2 separate regions of the Pan troglodytes genome follow, and region 1 is linked to region 2. A link is a contact called in public Hi-C data. All regions are on one chromosome and are shown on one strand. The core of a region is the stretch at or near the end of the contact, and the rest is flanking DNA. Distances in the headings are between cores, read along the strand shown. Region 1 holds the start of FBXO48 (F-box protein 48). Region 2 has its middle 80 kb from the start of GFPT1.

The links. Hi-C and Micro-C count contacts between places; a contact is called where the count stands out from the background.
Region 1: a Hi-C map of stem cell-derived neural progenitor cells shows a contact between it and region 2, with 4 times the contacts expected there. The contact joins the promoter of FBXO48 here to the enhancer-like site in region 2. A contact is called at or near these places in 1 of 7 Hi-C or Micro-C datasets (stem cell-derived neural progenitor cells) and 1 of 1 datasets of contacts at active chromatin or transcription factors (stem cell-derived excitatory neurons).

Annotation. Positions count from the first base shown.
Region 1 is chr12:54,271,372-54,276,927 of NHGRI_mPanTro3-v2.0_pri, forward strand. FBXO48 (F-box protein 48) reads left to right here and starts at 3,781. Exons shown (of 4, transcript XM_001167525.7): 1 at 3,781-3,889; 2 at 4,628-4,963. It overlaps APLF (aprataxin and PNKP like factor), which reads right to left and starts at 3,608. Exons shown (of 11, transcript XR_010149109.1): 1 at 3,273-3,608.
Region 2 is chr12:53,432,009-53,437,425 of NHGRI_mPanTro3-v2.0_pri, forward strand. No RefSeq gene overlaps it. Among named protein-coding and RNA genes, the nearest start is that of GFPT1, 80 kb to the left of the region's middle. Within about 2 kb of position 2,678, at least 7 of the 24 cell types and tissues checked have an H3K27ac peak or open chromatin away from gene starts, as enhancers often do. A contact at or near this core is called in stem cell-derived neural progenitor cells, where this site is marked.

The DNA.
Region 1 (5,556 bases), core at 2,531-5,030, 840 kb after region 2:
CGTGTTAAAGGCCTACTGTGCGCTAGGCACTGGTTGTAGGCTAAATAATAAAATGAGGGAAGGGCAAATCTAGAAATAAAAGAAACGTAAGGGAAGAAACCTATGTTGGAGCAGGTAGGAACAGCATTCCAGGACAGCCAGGATTCTGCAACAAGCAGTTAAAATATAGAGCTGCCAGGTCAGGGGATGGTTACTTTGTGTAAACTTTGTAGAACATTTACAACATTCTTAGAAGTGGTGAACTGATGCCACCTGAAGAGTCTATACTGAAGCCTATGACCTTCCCTGTTCCCCCAACTGAGGACTCTTCTCCTTTTAATCAAAGCAGTCAATTTAATTACATCTACATTGAGAAAGTATCACTAGATATCTTTTGCTATCTTGTTTCCTAGGAGGAAAATAGATCATAAAGAAATGTGTCATATAATCCCTGCTGTCAAAACAAAATAAGAAAAATCTGAAATCAGAAATAGTAGATTTCATTTAAGAGTGTAACAGCTTTAATTAAAACCCATAAAGCAAATACTTTGGCCTAACAGTGCTTGACATGTCGTACTGTAAAACCCTTTTAAATTAAATTTCTTAAGATAATGGTAGATTCACATGTAGTTGAAAGATATAATACAGAAATATCTCTTGTACCATTTATCCAGTTTTCCCCAATGGTAACATCTTACAAAACTATAGTACAATATATCAACCTAAGATATTGATACTGACACAGTCCAGACAAAGCACATTTCTATCACCACAAATATCCCTCATGTTGCTATTTTATAGCCATATCCATTCCCTTCTGCCCTGCTGCCTAATTTTTTAACCTTTGGCAACCACTAATCTGTTCTCCATTTTCGAAATTTTGCAATTTCGCAATTTCAATGATGTTATATAAATGGAATCACACAATATGTAATCTTTTGGATTGGCTGTTTTAACTCAAGTTCTCTGAAGATTAATCCTGCTGTAAAACCTTCTAACTGATGCCAATCATGGAGCAGAATCAAAATCTAGTAAACAAAGACCTGGGGTTCTCTGATGACTCACATGAAAGCAAAGGGAACAAGAAAGATTAAATTTCATTGTCCTTTGTTCTCTGTGACAGGTTTCTCTGTCGTGTTTTCCTACCACCATAAAAATACAAAACCATTCTCATTGTCAAACTGTTTTACTACCAAGACTATTTTACACAGTGAGATTATAAACTTTTATGTTTGTGTGGCCATCAAGGTTTGTGAAGCTTGTCTCAGAAAAACATGCCCAATTAAGAAAGTTCAAAATCACCCTTATTTATATTAATCGTTTCTGATACCAATTTACAATGAACTTACTGAGTTTTCCACTTAGAACTCAATCTTCGCTCTCTCACAATACAAAAATAAATCTCACTGGAATTGCTGTTGTTGGAAACAGGAGCCCTTATGTTGTGTTTTAACCACTGCAGAGAAGAATCGAGTGCATCTGTCAGCTCCAAAATCGAAAAAACTACAAGGCGATTTGTTTGTTCTCCAAATTTTTCCTTTAACACACTTAGGATGTCATTCATAACCACTTCCGATACACGCCAACCTTGGCAAGAGAATCTCATGCCTGAATGTTATTTCAAAAGGAAAAGCAAAATCTGGACCAGGTAATTGCCCAGCTTTCACTCCTTACCATTTTTAAAAACAGATACCAAATAGGCTCATCTCACATTAGCAAGTCGACAACACAAAGAACAAGCTACAAATAATGAAAGGGTCTGCAATCTGTTGCCATGTTTCTAAACCACGGCCCTAAAATTCATCCACCTTTTAACCAGACCCACAGTACTATACTGGTGACAATTTCTTAAGCAAGTCAAAACTCGTTAGTCACCAGACATATGATTACTAGATTAAGCACATACTCTTAAGTTTCTAACCTACGAATTTAAAAGAAAAATAAAGCCTCCAGACAGTTCCTTCCAGTGTTTGTATAGGCCAATAAACGATGAAAAAAATAGAAATGATATTAAACATTTAAATAATCACTTGTCCAGTAAAAAAATGAACAGCAATTGAATATCTACTTCCTCAATAACCTTACCACATGCACATGTGCATGTACACAACACACAACACACACACACACACCCCTTTAGGACGAGCTTCCATAATACAATCTGAAACTACCACTCCTTTCCCTGCTCCCAGAAGGGACCTAAGGCAAGTACCAATGGTTCCATTTAGACTCTGGAAGTTAACCAGGACAACAGTACACACTCCTTACTCCTTGGTGTTAGCTCACTGACACAGGTGTCTCCCTAGTCCCAAGAGAAAACTCCTAAAGGGTAGGGACCCATGTTCCATTCATCTTTGTATGCCCCACAGTGCTAGAATCTGCAAAATGTTCTACACAGTAAGCACCAAACAAGAAATGTTGAATGTTAAAGAACAAAATAGAAGACTAGATGTACTTAAGAGATCTATAGAATTCCAGAATGCAATATGCAAATGTTCTTATTCCTAAACCTCTCCCAAAGAAGGTAGAGAATATTAGCTTTGTGGCATTATGTGTCCAAAAGCTTATGTATGGACTTTAAATAATGTATGTATGGCTCAATTTTCTCATCTGAACAATGAGGATAATAAAAATACCTAACTGATACGGTCTTGAGACAGTTAAAGATGTTGGTATAGGTAATGTCTCCTTAGACCAATGACACGAACGCTATACACATTACTTATGAAGGGTTAGCTACTCATTTTACTGGAAATAATAAATAATATAAATAAATAAGGTCCACACAGCTCTGCAAAGGAGACCAAAGCTTAAAAGAAATTAGCCTAGAAGACGTAATATCACAGTTTGGCAAACTTTTCTGTAAAGGACCAGACACTACTGTAAATATTTTAGGCTTTACAAGACAAGCCGCAATACCCTCAACCCTTGGAGCAACTATTCCCCCTGAAAAATTAGTAGGTTTTTTGTTTACATTTTACATTTTAGAATTTAAGAATCATTCTTAGTTCATGGGGCCATACAAACATAGGCTGGATTTGGCCCCCAGGCACTAGTTTGCCAATCCCTGGATAAGATAATAATGGTAATACAGTCAGTGTTTTAAAAGCAACATAAAGAAATGTTTGTGAATTGGCTTAAAGGTAACTGAAAAACGTGCGGCCCCAAACTTCTAAAATCCGGACTGGCGGACCAGCGCGGTGGGGAAACCGGCCAGGACTAGGGCCGGTCTTCAGGAGCCGGCGCGGAACTCCACGGCTCTCGGGGTCCGCTAAGCCCCCGCCCACACTTACTCCCAGCAGCGGCCCGCGGCCGATCACCGTCTCCCCGGGCGCCAGGGCCACCCGGGGACCGCCGTCCCGCGGCTGCAGCTCGAAGCCCCCGGACATGGCGGGCAAGGATTAGGCCCCTTCGCCAGGAGACTGGCCCCGCCGCTGTTTCCGCCCTCCACAGACACGCGCGGGGCAAGCCCACGCCCTGGGAAAAAACACCGAGGGAGGGCCTCAAAGGCTCCCCGCGGCTGCGCCGGTCCTCTCAGAGCCCGGCCCCAGCGCAGCTTCACGAGTCCCGCCCCTCCACGCCTACTAATGACGCAACCGGGGATTCCCCAGTCACGCCGCCTCAAAACTACTGTTTAAAAACCCCGGCTTATTCCCCAACACCCTTTTCACCTCCCTCCCATCTTGGAGGACGCCGGGCCTTGTAGTCCTGGTGCCTTTCTTCACTTCCTTTCCCGAGCGGAGATGCCCTGGAAAAAACTACCAATCCCCAAAGGCACTGCGCGCCCCTCTCGGCGCCTGCGCGAGTTCTGAGCAGGGCGGGACTCAGGTGGGCGGGATGCGAAGAGCTATGGGGAAGGATTCGAATTCCGGAGGATTTAAATCGCGGGAGGAGAAGCCACCGCGGCCTAGTAGGTAGAAGGGTCTTCCGTTCCCGTTGGCTTAGGTGTCTGCGCTCCCGGGGACGCGGCCCGGACGCAAGCTCAGCCTTCCCTCCGCGGCCTGGAGCCGCAGTGACAGTCAACGCTGACGGTTTTTTGTCACTTGTCAGTGCCCTGTGTTCTTGGGTTCCAGCAGCTGCCACCCGCGCGGGACACAAGGAGGGTGGCTCAGACGGGACGTGGGGTGATTAGCCCTGACCCGCGGGATTTGGACGGAGTGGGGCTCCCCGCCCCTCCGACTGCGCTGCCGCCGATCTATCCCTCCGAGTGATAGTTGAAAGGGGGACGAGCTTTTACTTCACTTGAGAGAGAATTCAGGAAAGCTCAGTTCATAAAGGAGAAAGGGCAGAAGAGGGGTCGTTTCCAGGCATCCAGGCGAACCTGGACGTAGAAGAAAGATTCCTAGTGGGATTTTAGAAACTCGCAAAGGCATCCCCTGCTGTGAAATTCAAAAGCCTTCATTCCCGTTACAGGAATTCCACAAGGGGAGGCATTTTATTCTCCCAGTAAGATCCTGGGAGAAGTGGATAAACACACTGTAACGTTTAAATGCATTGTAACGTTTTCCTAATGTGAGATTCTTTTCAAGAACGTTGTGGTTTGGCTTTGGTTTGTATTAGTGGTGGGAGGGGCCAAGGTGCATGGCAAAAACTTGCTCTTGACTCACCCGTTTTTACGTTTGCTTTCTTACTTCCCCAAACCCTCAAGAAGAAGACTTCTGTTGAACACAGACTGCAGTTCCAGCCACCACAGCTAATCTGGATCATGAATGGGAGCCACCGTGGTCTTGGCAAGTCCGGAAACATAGCTGAGTAGCTCATCTAGAAAAGAGATTTGTGTTCAGCTGAGTTAAAAGAAGTATTTAGCTGTACCTCAAACCTCTCCTCTTGCACAACCAACCCCCATTATAAAAGGAAGTGCAAAATGGAATAAACTGATTTTAAGTGAATACAAGCTGTCTTTATATACAAAAGTAACTCAAGGATGGTGATGTACCCAGTCATGCTTTCAACTGATTTGGGAAGCCTGCACCATTCACCTTAGGTAAATTAGCTGAAACTGAGTTTTAAATCTGGGCTTCAAATAGTCACATACTGTACCTAGCTGAGTTCTAAACATTGTTTACAGTTGTCACTCACTGTTGCTTGATGTCTTCAGTGACTATAATCCTTAGCTTGTAATTACGCATGTAGGATAACTTCAAGGGGCCATTTCTAAAACACTACTCTTATGACTGAGTTGAATATTTGAGACTTTGTTTCATAATCCAGATCTCATCTTCTTGTCCATTTCAGATAGTAGTTGTGTCAAATGTAAGCACCTACCTACCTATTAGATACAAGTAGATAAAATTCTTATATAAACAACTAGAAGTCCAGCAAGTTTATGATTAAGTCACAAATTGCAAATTAATGATGAGGCATCAGTTCCCATGTACAACAAGTATTCAGGAGTTTAATAGGATTGACTCATACACATTTTCAAAGGTACAAAAGTACCGGGTATGGTGGCTCATACCTGTCATCCCAGCACTCTGGGAGGCTGAGGCAGAAGGATTGCTTGAGGACAAGAGTTCAAGACCAGCCTGGACAACATAGCAAGAACCATTTCTCCGTAAAACAGTTTTTGGTTTTCTG
Region 2 (5,417 bases), core at 1,428-3,927:
TGGAGCCAATGGGATCTGGGTTCCTGTGGGTCACATGTTAGTGTCATTTCATCGGCCCTGCAGGCTTGGGAGGCCCAAGGAAACTTGGGTTACATAAAAAAGGAAAAGCATACTGTAGTTTGGCAAACAAAATGCGTCTTTGTGTGTGAGAGTGTGTGTGAGAGAAATGAGCTTTCATTTAGAAGCATTGGCAGCGGTTCTAACTGGTTCCCAAGTCCTTTTAAAATGATATTTTCTGAGCCTGGAAACCAAGCAGGCAGATCATGGAATTTTGGCTGGAGATGTTTTTTTAAAAATGTAGGCTAGCAATGAAAAAGGAGGTGGTAATTTGGCTCTGAGGCCTTTACGGGCTGCAGAGCAAACCCAGCAGGGTTACCATGGCGGCGCTTCTACTGTTTATATAAACAAAGGTTTTTTTCCTGACAAACATACTTCATATTTAATAATCTTCAATCCACAGGGGCCTCTACCCTCTCTTTGTGTGTCGCTAGTTCAAGCCATTTGGAACTGGGGAGAGTTTTATTATTGCATGTGGTTGTTTTCAGGCACCCAATACACTTCAGAATTAAGTGTTAAGTGTATCTTGAGGTGCAGGGTGAGAGGTAGTCCGTGATTGTAAGAGAGATGAACCTGCATGAGAAAATGCAAAACAGGCTTTTCCTGGGTCCAGAGTCTCCTGGGCCAGCCACACCCAGCATTCAGAAGTAGACACTGCCACAGTAATTCAGTTCACACTCCCAATACAACCTGCACAGCACCTACCACACCTCTCTGAGTGGCACCGCAGCCTTCAGATTACCACTGCCTGAGATGTCCACTTCCTGTTAGCCCATATCTAATTATGTGTGGAGACTTAACAAATCCTGTATTGTGAGAGGACTCCTCTGGTTATGGGTAACAGAAACCCTACTCTATGGAACTGAAGCACAAAAGGGGACTTACGACTGGATCGTGTCACTGGAAATGCCGGGGTAACCTGGCTTCAGGAATCACCGACCCAGCTTGTGTGCCTGTATCCCAAATTCTGGCACATCTGACATAATCCCTGTGACCCTCCTCTCCATAGTTTCCCCATAGTCTCTAGGAAGACTCCGTCTTTTTAGACATGTTGGGTCTGACCTAAGGACTTTGAGTGTTCTCAGGCATTTCTCTAGGGACACAGAGTGACCAGAAATGCCAGCCAGCTTGGGCAAAGCCACTTGCCTTTTCCTCCCTCTGGAACATCCAGCCACCTCTTTAGACCTGCCCAGGAGCTCAGAGCAGCCTAGGAGGTCCTCTCAGTTGTTGCCCCCTCACTGCCCTCTGGGGTCTTCAGAGCCAGCAGGGAGTACTGAGGGTCCCTCCCAGCTGCAAGCTCCAGAATTCTCTACAGATGCCACTGCCAGGGTTACCCTGTGAATAAACTGGTTCTACTCCAAGGGTGTCACACGTGCATGATGTAGGTAGACATGGCATCGGGACTCCAATGATCCCAGACAGAATCTGCATGACCTCCTGTGAATATCGCCAGCAGCAGCCAATCTGTGGGTCCATATTTTGGCTTAATTCCCCCAGCTTTGGGGTCCTTCATAACGACAGGACATTGGTGTCCTCCTCCACCACTCCAAATGCCACAGGCATTTCTCAAAGTCCCCAGGAGTTTGCGTGTGTGTTTAGGAAGAAGCCCATTACATCTTCTGTGGGTCTGGGTTAGCAATCGTCTGCACCTGTTGTGCCCTCTCCTCAGGGCCCATGCCTTGCCCCGCAAGCTGGTCACCCCACAGAGGCTGCTCCTGAGGTATTACCAGGCTCAGTTCTTGCGCTGAGTGGGGCTGGGACCACATACCACAGGGTCACTCTCTCATTCACTGCTCCACCATCTCCTTTCCACTAAACTTTCTTCTGCACTAAAAGATCCTCATATCCCCTGCCATGAACACCACAGGCATCTATTTCAGCAGGTGACCCCCTGTTAAACAGAGCCACCGGAGAGACCCCCAGGAGCACAGCGCTGGTTGGAGAACACCTCAGCTGGGGTCTAGATGTCCTCATTCTCGGCCTTCTTCTTTTATACCCAAACGATGCTTTCTCTGTTAATAATATCTGAGAGAACTGTTGCTTAAAAATGTAAAACAAAACCACCGTGTAAATGGAGCGGGGTCTTCATTGGAAAGTCTAACCTTGGGGGCACCCAGTTGATGTAAATAAACCACTGGCTGTCAGAGGGGAAGGGGGATTTGAGGACAGCCGAGTCAGGGAGCGTGGAGCAGCCAGGCTTTGTGGCAGGGCCTTCCACAGGGGCATGCTGGAGCTCAGCACTGAGAGCACCAGGAAGAGAGGGACAGCAATGGGCACCTCAGCCCCTCAGCAGGAGAAGATGGCGACCGCCACAGTGGCCCAGACTCCTGGAACTTCTGAACTACTTGGTAATTGGTTGGAATTTTCGGGGGTCCGCAGAACCCACAGTTCTCCAGGTGGAGCCGAACCAGAAAAATGCTACTTTGTGGTGTTATTGTGACCCCCACCCCCGCGCCGTATCCACCCCAGGTGCATTGATTAGGAAGTTGGTTCTGGCTATTCAAAACAGTGCTGAAACAGGTGGGTGTGAGCGGGGGAGCGGAATCACACAAACCGCGCTGGTCACAGCAGAGGAGCGCCCCACACGACAGCCTTGCGGAGACGGGCAGCGGCCACACGGGGGCAGCGCCTTCCCAGCCTGAATGAGCACAGACGCGGCGAAGCCCCCGAGAGTCGAGAGGAAGCGCAGTAAGGGGCGGCCACGCGTCTCGGCCCTGTGCCCTTCCTTACATTTCTCGCTCTGCGGGGCGCGCCATGCCTGCAGACACAGGGCGTCAATGGTCTTGGGAGGCTGGAATGTGGGGTGTGCAGAATCCATCCAGCGCAGTCTAGGGCAGGACCCAAGGGACACCCTGTGGGGGTGCTCTGGGCTGGTCCCCTCCAAGCCCCTCTGCCCGCTCCCTGATCTCACTCAGATCGGTCCCCTCTCCCTCAGAGAGCGGCCCTTGAGCTTCAGGCACTTTTCTAGGCCCTGGGGGCACAGCCGTCCCGGGGCGCCGTCTGGAGGGCAGGGACAGTAGTGTCCCCGCAGCGCCTCCTACCTGCCACCACCTCCACCTGTGCCGGGAGCCCCAGACCCGCCGGCCGAGCCGGGTGCGGAAGAGGCTGCAGGCGCCCGGGACCCGGCCTTCGGAAGTAGGGGTCGCAGAGGGGCTCCGGCCTTGCGGTATCTTGTGTCGGCCGCACCCCAGGGTGTGGCTCTGGAACGGGTAGTGGGGAAGCTGCGGCGGCGCGCAGTGATCCCAGCGGGGCGTCTGGAGACAACAGAAGGGGCGGTGCTCACGGGACCGGCGTCTTTCCCGGGGGCCACAGTCGGGCCAGCGGGGCATCTCTCCGGACGGCCCCTCCCCGCTCTCTCTGCTCGGATGTTCACGCTTCCACCCTCAGCGCGGGGCCGCCCTGCCTCCCCCTCCGGAGCCCCCAAGCGGGTGTCAAGGGCAGCCGCACCCACGTGGAAAGCTCAGTTTCCCCTCCTGTCCTTTAGGTTTCTGTGGCTTCTTTCTGCCTCCGTAGCTGGAGCCAGGACGTGGCCGTGGTCCGGGAGAGCTGGGCCCAGAGTCCCGGCTTCCTGCGTGAGGGGGAGCGGCTGGGAAGCGGGTTCCTGGCGGCTGGACCACCGCCCCAGGTGGGCGTGCGAACTCAGGGCCTGGATTCGCACACAGAGAGCCCTCCTACAGCTGTGCACGCCCCGCGCCGGCTCCCCTTCCTGGTTTTTGGTGGATACAGCCGGTCCCAGGCCCACCAGTTTAAATGAGTTTAAATCCCCACGCAGCCGACTTTGAGGAGAGAATTCAGGAAGCTGGCACGGCTGCATCTCCAGCCAGAAGGTTTTGTGTCTGACATTTGATTGCAAATTGCAACGTTTCAAGGCATTATAGCTCAGGGGTTGAAGGCAGGAGAGGGAGCCTATCTGTAAATATCTTTCTCCTTAAAATGTGGTCTCTCCCGCCTCTCTTCCTTTTGGCTCCTTTCCCTTTTTTGGCACAGGAAGATGGCCGAGGTCAGCGAGGCAGGGTTGTTTCCCTGTCCACAGCGCATTAGGGACCAGAAAAGAATGTTGGTGTCTCTAAGGTGAGCTGCTGTCGCCTCAGGGTCCCGGGCTGGGGGTGACAAGGGCTAAGCTAAGACGAGGCCCCTAGGTGAGTGGATTTTGCATTGATTTGGAAGCTGGTTCAGGCTATTCAAAACAGTGCTGAATTCTTTGATGTTGAGGTCGCTTTGGACCTCGAGGTCCCACTTATGCCGGCTTCTTGCTCCAGGAGCGACGGCCCTGGTAGAGAAAGGGAAGTCGCGCAGCCTCTCAGGTGGCCAGGTCTCCCGCTAACCCCCACTGGCAGCTTGTCTGAGGTCTGACTGCAGAGCTGTCCGAAAGGAGCTGGGCTAGGAGATGCCAGTGGGGTGTCCCAGCCACACAAAACTGCAGGCAGAAATGGGTTGACCATGCCTCAGTCTTGACTGCCCCACCCATCGCCCACCCCAGTGCCTGACCAGCTTGCAATTACTTGACCAGTACGTGTGACCCTCAGCAGCCACCTGCTAATATAAGCTCCCATTTCAATCCACTTCACATGCCACCTGCCCATGCAGGACCCTCACCTCCAACGCCCCCCTCCCCCCGCCCCCGCTGCAGCATGCCTCAACTCCCCAGGCCTCGCTCAGCCTGCTGTCTTAGAAGAACTGGTCGTGTGTGGTCCAGGGCTCTGGGCTCTGGCCTCTGCATCGTGTCAGCACGTGGCTGCCCTGGGCTGGAAGAGGGACGCTGCTGTCCCTTCTGGTATTCTGGGCAAGGGGATGAGGAGGCTTTTCTCCAAGGCCCTGTAACGCAGCTGAGATCAGGCTGAAATTTTTAGCAGGACCGTCCTGGAGGCTTGGACAAGCACAGGGCAGTGAGGTGCAGTCCACCTCCCAGGGTGGTGGCTACTAGGGCCATAGGATCATCCTTGGGGAGATGGGGACCCCCCGCAGAGTTGTAGCTGCCATCATCTCTCCCCCAGAGAGAGGGCTCTACCTGCCTCTCTATATTCAGGAGAGAGGATGAGGACTTCCATTCACCTTTGGGACAGCCTTTACTTTGTCCCTGGGCCCAAAGAGAAGAGGAAATTCCTTTTTCCTGCAGCCCGGGACTCAGATCCTCTCATTTCTGTGCCTTGGTCTGTCTGTGCCTAGGACACTTGACAGTGGGGTTCATCCAGTTGCGGAGAGAGAGAGGGACAGTAGCCCCATCCTCAGCGACAGCAGCCCCACCCTCAGCGACAGCCCCACCCTCAGCGACAGCCCCACCCTGGGCCCTGCAGGCTGCGCTCCACAGAGCCACAGCTGCTATCAGCGCACTCGGGTATCAGCCGCGCACGGGGGGGATG